Regions from separate parts of the Mus musculus genome. Here region 1 is linked to region 2. A link is a contact called in public HiChIP or PLAC-seq data. All regions are on one chromosome and are shown on one strand. The core of a region is the stretch at or near the end of the contact, and the rest is flanking DNA. Distances in the headings are between cores, read along the strand shown. Region 1 overlaps Sipa1l2 (signal-induced proliferation-associated 1 like 2). Region 2 overlaps Disc1 (disrupted in schizophrenia 1).

Evidence for each region. HiChIP or PLAC-seq counts read pairs in DNA pulled down with a chosen protein or histone mark.
Region 1: a contact with region 2 is called in an H3K27ac HiChIP or PLAC-seq map of microglia, with 5 times the contacts expected there. The contact joins two enhancer-like sites. A contact is called at or near these places in 1 of 39 promoter capture datasets (cranial neural crest) and 2 of 115 datasets of contacts at active chromatin or transcription factors (cardiomyocytes and microglia).

The regions. Positions count from the first base shown.
Region 1 is chr8:125,501,557-125,505,589 of GRCm38.p6, forward strand. All of the region lies in intron 2 of Sipa1l2 (signal-induced proliferation-associated 1 like 2), which reads right to left. Among named protein-coding and RNA genes, the nearest start is that of 4930566D17Rik, 19 kb to the right of the region's middle. Within about 2 kb of position 1,560, at least 30 of the 459 cell types and tissues checked have an H3K27ac peak or open chromatin away from gene starts, as enhancers often do. A contact at or near this core is called in microglia, where this site is marked.
Region 2 is chr8:125,081,948-125,085,820 of GRCm38.p6, forward strand. All of the region lies in intron 1 of Disc1 (disrupted in schizophrenia 1), which reads left to right. Among named protein-coding and RNA genes, the nearest start is that of Disc1, 30 kb to the left of the region's middle. RefSeq lists an enhancer at 1,417-2,973. Within about 2 kb of position 2,189, at least 84 of the 459 cell types and tissues checked have an H3K27ac peak or open chromatin away from gene starts, as enhancers often do. A contact at or near this core is called in microglia, where this site is marked.

The DNA.
Region 1 (4,033 bases), core at 310-2,809, 420 kb after region 2:
TGAGGGGAGAAGACGCCAGAAGGGAAGAGAGAAAACTGCAGATCTCTTCCTCCCTGCGTGGTTGTGAGCAGTGTGTGAAGCACACCTTGTTTGTACACAGTGGAAGCTGCACATGACAAAGCCAGGCTTTACCACCTGCGACTTCTGCAGACACAGCCAAGCTGTCCAAGAACCAGCAAGGAGCTACTCCAGGGGACCCAAGAACCAGCAAGAGCTACTCCAGGGGATTTTTATGGGCTCGTGCTCTCAGGCTGTGCTGAGAGACGCAGCACTGTAGTGTCTCTGTCTAGCTCCAAGTGTCCCTACTGCCCAAAGGACAGTCTGGAGCCACACAGTACCATAAACTGAGGAGACCCACGGAAGCCAATACCCTTCCATGCCTCCATCCCAGATGGGTCCCATTGTGTTACACAAATGCAGTCTCATGACCTGGAGAAAGATTTTCTGTCATGAAAATAAAACACAACCAGAAAACCAGCATTATTATTCAAGATTACTTAATTCTAAAATTACTATCATCAACACCCAGTGTCTTAAGCACATGTAAGCACTCCTACCCACAAACCACACATCTGGGCTGGAGAGATGGCTCAGTGTTTAAGAGCACATAGCACCAACCGCTCTTCCAGAGGTCCTGAGTTCAATTCCCAGCAACCACATGATGGCTCACAACCATCTGTAATGGGGTCTGATGCCCTTTTCTGGTGTGTCTGAAGAGAGCAATTATATATATGTAGAACCATTCTCCTGTCTCTAAACTAGAACATGTGGCTTTTTTTTTTCCAGACAGGGTTTCTCTGTGTAGCCCTAGCTGTTTTGGAACTCACTCTGTAGATCAGGCTGGCCTCGAACTCAGAAATTCTCCTGCCTCTGCCTCCCAAGTGCTGGGATTAAAGGCGTGTGCCACCACGCCCGGCCAACATGTGGCTTTTTATTCTGATAAACGCAATTATATAGAGAAAGAATCCAAACAGAGGCAGGATGTGGTTCACATCTGCAATCCTCACATGAGAAGTTGAGGCAAGATTCCTTTTTTATCCCAGCATGTGTGTACGCATGTGTGTGTTGTATGGGTATGTCTGTAGGCATGCGTGTGTATATGTATGTGAAGGATGGTCTGTGTGTAAGCATGTACATATGTGTGTGTGCATGTACACGCAGGCTGGACATCCACATGAGGGATTTGCTCAGTCACTCTTAAGCCCCGTATGGCGCTTACTTACTTGTTTGCTCTGTGTATCATGAAGACATGTCAGGAGACCGCTTGCAGAGCCACTCTAACCTCATCAATGAGCTTCAGGCTGAGTGACAGATTCTGTCTCCAACACCCACTTGCCAGTGTCTAAGGAACAACCCCGATGGAGTTGCTGTCTGGCCTAGCCCACACGTGCTCACATGGGATGCCCCACACAAACACAGGAACACATATACACAAATACCCAAGACTCAGATGAAAACAACAGGCAGAAGGCCAGCATCCGCAGAAGGCAGTGGGAGGAAGAGGCTGGCTTCCCCAGATCTTGTCTTAGGGAGCCCAGTCAGCTTTCTGTTACTAAAATGAGGTTCCTGCAGCTGGGTACTAAATAGGGGGAAGTTTAGTTCCAGTTCTGGAGGCTTCTGAGCATGGGTTCAGGATGAGCAGGGAGCCAGGAGCTCAGGGTTGGGGTTCCCACCTCTAACACTTCACTCTTACAAGAACTAGTTCAAGGTCCTGGGGGAAAGACCTTCATCCCTCTGAAGGAAGCAACCAGGGGTCTCTCCTGGGCTCCACCCAACCGTCAGAATTCAGACAGCCTCTACTCCTGAGCTGTCTTCTAGTCACCTGTCTGATGAACCCTACCTTGCAAGATATGTTCTGTGCAAAGATGTTGGATATTATTCTGTATTTATGCTCCTGCACTCCTCCTTGAGAAGTGTCTGTCTGTGACTTACTGGGTATTTTCAGGTGCTGAATTTCTTTTAGTTTATCATGTAATTTAGACATTAACCCTTATCAGATGCACAGCAGACAAAGCTCCCCCCATTCTACAGGCTGCTAGTTCAATCAGCTTGATGTTTCCTTCCATGTAAGAACCTTTGTAAGTTCAATTACTTTAGGGAAAGAGAGAATAGTATTACAGACAAACAAACGGACCCATCTGTGTCCACCCAGTTCTCAGAACACATCAAGAAAGCTGTGTGGAGTCCACATCCCAGCACTCAGGAAACAGAGACAGGAAGATCAGAAGTTCAAGGCCAACCTCAGCTATGTAGGAAGGGCTACATGATACCCCATGTCAAAACACCAAAGTAACTCAAACCTAGTTCCCTTCAGAGACAGCATGAGCCAACCGTGACCCAAGCCAACCGTGACCCGGCCAAGACAGAGTTTTCTGTCTGCAATCCTCTCCTCTCTCGGTCTCTCTTCTGTTTCCCTAAGACCACGTGGAAAAGACCCATGTCTATGGAGCATGAAACAGTCCTGACCTGTTGGCCCAGAGTGTGTGACTGAGGAGGCTCCGGGCTCGTCTTTCCATTTAAGACACAGACAGTAATTTCACACAGTTCTAATAACTCAGCCCACCTGACAGATGCAACTGAAGCCCAGAGAAGCTGGGTCAGTGAGCGTGGCTGAGGTGGGCAGGGCCCTTATGGCTGCTGAGATAGGCACATTCTCCAGCCCCTGTTTAGACTTAATTCCCATTCTAGGAACCCAAAGACAGACTTGGGGGTTTCCCTGGATCTCTTTGTCCCTCCTCTCGATGTAGCCACAGAAAATGAATCTCATTTTTTCTGTTTTTCACTTTTGACTCTTCTAACTGGTTGGACCTGACTCTGGACGTATGTGGTAACCCAAGTTAAATGATATCACAGGGTTTGTGGAACACCTATGCTGTGCAGAGGTGACCTCCAGATACACAACAGCCCAGGAAAGACCCGGCATGTGTCCCACAGCAGAACCTCGGTCTTTTCAAACACGAATCCCAAGTGCAAGTTGAAAGCCAATTTTCTAGAGAGGTAATTACATAATCCACTTTTTACAGTCAAGCTTTGCTGCAGCGTAATTACTTGAGCAAAAGGAAAATAAATACTCAAATGAATATTAGTGCAGTAATCATGGAGATGGATGCTGAAGGCAGAGCCTCCCTGGCTTTAGTGACTTCTATGAGGCACGGACAGAGCTGTTCTGGGGCTGTGCTGGGCTCGCAGGATGAGCAGGCACAACAGAGGAGCCCCACCCCCAGCCCTGGGACCAGCACAGACTGCAAACAACCCCCTCCGTTCTTCCTGTCTCCTGGCAGCCTTTGCTCAATTCACAATGAACTTGGAACCCAAATGGCTCTATTGTGTGGCAGGTACCTTCCCACAGTGCGAAGAAGACTCACAGAAGACACAAACAAACAAGAACAAACTCAATTAAGACACTGTTCATTTACTCTTGCAGCAAACATGAACTAAGCCCTTGCTCAGACTGGTAGCAAGCCAGCACTGCGGTAGTGTCCCTGAAGAGAGACAGCTGCTCACCTTGTGAAGACCACATTCAAAGTGGAACACAGTACAATGCCTGTGCCCAGACAAACTGCAAGGAGGTGGCACACCACACAGGGATGGCATCCACCCAGAGAGGAAGGCTGTAAGGAAAGGAGGGTTAGCACAGGACTGGAGAAAAGATGCGGGCAGGTGAATGTTAGCAGAGGCATGCACCTCCACAGAGACCAAGGGGCCTTGGAGAGCCAGAGGCATGGAGAAAACTGACAAAGGACAGAGATGCTTGCAGTAACTACAGAGGCTACAGGACCCAGCCCTGTATGCTGAGAGTGCACCACCTCAGAAGAGCTGTAGGGACAGAGCCCTGCACTTCTGCCCGGCAGGCACCTCACGGGCTCCAGCACTTCCATGCTGAGGCTCTCCTCTGATTCTTCCCTTCCTTGTCCACCTACTTGCTCTTCCAGCAGCAGGCTCTAACTGTGCCCTGAAAGGCACCTGCTTTGGGCTGTAGAAAGTATCCCAGATGAAAACGGCCCACTTCAAGGCATCTGTGGTGGTTTGGGGT
Region 2 (3,873 bases), core at 939-3,438:
TGGTCAGGGTTGGGCAGGGACCAAGGGATCCTGAGATCACACCCTGGGCCACCCTAGTAACTGTCCTGGAGGAACAAAGATAATCCAAAGAGACACCTGTGCCTTTTCCTTGGCTATCAGAGCATTGGGATAATGGTCTCACTGGGAGAAGTCTCATGTTAGGAAAACTGGCTTCCAGACAGACTTCCGGCTTTAGAACAGGCTTGGGCTCTGCCTAATGATTTAATAAACCTGTACACACAGAAAGTAGAGTGGTGTTCACCAGGGTCCAGAGGAGGAGTAGGAGGGTGCCAGTCTTGGACGGGGATCATGTTTCATTCTGGGAAGATGTTTAAAAACTCCTGTGGATGGATGGTAGCGATGACTGGACAACAGTGTGAATGTACCCAGCACCACTGAACTCAGCTCTTATACGTGGTAAGAACGATAAATCTTGTTGTGTGTATGTTAGCTTAGTAAAAAAGTACTGAAAATATCCTGGAGGAAGTGAATCGAAGCCTCGGAGAGGACCAGGGAAAGCAAAACCCCAAGTTTGTGCTTCTCAAAGTATCCTGTTGGGAGTCAGCAAACGACGGTTCTCCAGGTTCCACTCTTACACACCTGGTGGACGTTTCTGGGAGAAAAGAGAGAAGCGTGGGACAGTGTCATGGCTTCAGTTCTAGAACCTTCTTTTGGCTACTGTGTTGTTCAGGGTTCTTTGGAGAGACAGAATCAGTAGAATGAATCTCTCTGTAAAAATGGATTTATTAGAGTGGCTTACAGGCTGTGGTCTGACTGGTCCAACAGTGGCTGTCTCCCGATGAAAGGCCAAGGCTCAGTAGTTATGCGGTCCACAAGGCTGGGTGTCTCTGGTGCCTTCAGTATGTGTCAGAATCCCAAAGCAGTGGGCTCTAAAGTCAGTGAAGGAATGAAGTTGTCAGTGAGAGTAAGGGCAAGCAGGCAGAGAACAGAAGATCCCTTCCTCCATGTCCTTTATGCAGGCTGCCACCCCCCCAGGTGTGGCCCAGATTAAAGGTGGATCCTCCCACCTACGATAAATGATCCAGTCCTCACAGGTGTAACCAGGATCTTGGGTTTTGGTTAATTCTAGTTACTACTACGAATAGCTAGTACAGTTCTCCACCCTGGTGATGATGGTGGTGATGTGTGTGTGTGTGTGTGCTTGTTTGTAGGCATGGGCAATGGCAGAGAAGCTTGCTATTTTTAGTCTTTCTGTTTCGTAATATCAAATATTTATGATTTTTCAAAATTACACAGACGTGTGTGGTGTGGGGGTTATGTGCACATGAGTCCCAGAGTCCAGAGGAGGGCATTGGCTCCGCTGGGATTGGAGTTACAGACAATTGTGGGCAATTGTGCCTATGCTGGGAACTGAACTCAGGTCCTCTGGAGGAGCATCCAGCACACTTAACCACTGAGCCATCTCTCCCGTCTTGAAATATGCCTTCTTAACCGCTAAGTCATCTCTCTAGCAGCTCTGTGCTGTAACATTGACAGCAAGGTAAACCCAGTATGCTTTCAAACATGGCCTCAACCTTCCTTATTACTTTGGGTTCATACTGAGTAACTCCTAAGATGAACGTGCCATCCTTTTCCCTGAAGCACAGCGAGCTTCATTTGTGTCTCCAGCGGACAGCCAGGAGCTTGTCGGTCCTTGCTTCCCACCAAGCTCAGCATCCCACTTTGCTCTGGTCCTATGAGGTCTTTATTGTGGTAGCATGGACACTCAGCCTAGGATAAAGAGAACCTCTGGCAAAAGTAGTTCACCTTCTCAGGGCAATTGAGGAAGAAATCATTAATCTCTTTATATTCATATTGGCTTTAAGTTTGTAGTCAGGTAAAGGCTCTTCTGTGTGGCCACAAACTCAGATTGGGTATTTGAGGTAAGAGGCAGCCGACAGTGCTGAGCAGTGTGAGTTGACCTTTTGGGCTTTGGCCAGCTTTTGGCCAGGGAACACAGCCAAGTCTATTTCTTGTCACCAGTGATCTCTAGTTCCGTGGCCAGTTTAAAGCTCCCCACCGATGCTCCATCTTTATCGGCACAGCCTCCAGCTGCTCTGGGTCATTTTAACTGAGCAGTGACTAGCAGTTTGAGGCTCCCTTGTTGAAGTGTTAGCTTCCTCCCTGAGAACTCTCTCTTCCAGCATCCTCTCAGCCAGGGTTTCCAGGGAGTTGTTGGACTGTTCAAAGAGGCCCTTTGACACCTAGCTTGGTTTCAAGCATCTGTCTGTCCCTTCCCTAGCATCTTGGAGCCACAGGCCCGGCTGCAGGGTATGGTGTGTGTGTGTGTGTGTGTGTGTGTGTGTGTGTGTGTGTGTGTGTGTGTGTGTGTGTGTGTATGTGTGTCCCTAGGCAGGTACAAACTTTCCTTTGTCTGGTCTTAATCTGTAGGCAATGGGCCTGTGGCTCTCCAGACTTACAGGCCATGGCTGGAGCAGTTGGGGTTTACAGTGTCAGGACCCCAGGAGGGTGACACACAGGCATTTGGAAAGAATCATTTTTTAGCAAGTTACTCTCTACTTGGGAATGCTCTTTGAACAATAGGACAGCTACTTAACTGGTGGCATTTGGGTTACAAAATAATTGGAAGTCTTTTGTCCCAAAAGACAATAAGGTTTTGCCAGACTCATTTAGGATGTGAAGCTGTGAGCCTTTCCACCGGCCGGCCGCAGCGGCCAGAACGCAGTGTTCTCTGCGACAGGGATCCCCAGCTCTTTAGTGGTTCTCTTGCCAGCTTTGCAGAAGGTGGAGGGACAGCTGTCCCTCTGGGGCTCCCTCTGTTCCCGTTTGAATTCTGAAGCCAAGCTGGTGGGTGCTCCAAGCTGGTGGGTGCTCCAAGCTGGTGGGTGCTCCAAGCTGGTGGGGCTCTGATACTGTGGTGAGCATGGTTCTGGGCAGGGGGTGACAGAGAGACAGGGGACACTAGGATAGCAAAATGACCACATCAGCTACCCCAGAGCTGTAATGGGCCAAATATGTGGTTATAAAGTAACAGGGAACAGAAATCTGTCATTTAACTGCCTGTCACCAAAGTCATCATCTCAGTTTGGAACAAAGAGAAAGGAGAAAGGATGAACTTGGAGGGAGGCAAGGCTCAGGGCTGAGGCAGGCTTTGGGGAGTCAGAGTGAGATCTCAGGAGTTAACTACAAACTTCTGATTCATTCATTCATTCATTCATTCATTCATTCATTCATTCATATTCATTCTCTGTCTCTCTGTCTCTCCGTGTCTCTTTCACTGAGACTTGGAACTTGCCAATTAGACTAGGCTGCCTAGATGGAGAACCCTAGATATCCTCCTGTTTCTCTACCTCCTGCGAGCTAGGGTTACAGGTGTGTACCACCCTGCTCAGCTTTGTCTATGGCGTGGTATTTTTGTGAGCTTGACATATGTCCTTGCCAATGGGAATGCATTTTTCTGTGTCCACACCATGTAGAGATCAAAGGTCAACACTGCATGTCTTTCTTCATCTTTAATATTTTTTAAAAAATATTTATTTATTTAATGTATGTGAGTACACTGTTGCTGTCTTCAGATACACCAGAAGAGGGCATTGGATCCCCATTACAGATGGTTGTGAGCCACCATGAGGTTGCTGGGAATTGAACTCAGGTCCTCTGGAAGAGCAGTTAGTGCTCTTAAACGCTGAGCCATCTCTCCAGCCCTTCATCTTTAATTTTTAAAAATGCATTTTATATCTATTTACCTTACGTGTATAGGTGTGTTTTCTGCATTTATGCCTATGTACCGCCCACATGACTGGTGCCAGGGCAAGACAGGTATGGGCATGGGATCCCCTGAAAATGGAGTTAGATATGCTGGTGAGTGTCATGTGGGTGCTGGGAACTGCATCCTGGGCGCTTCTGCAGGAG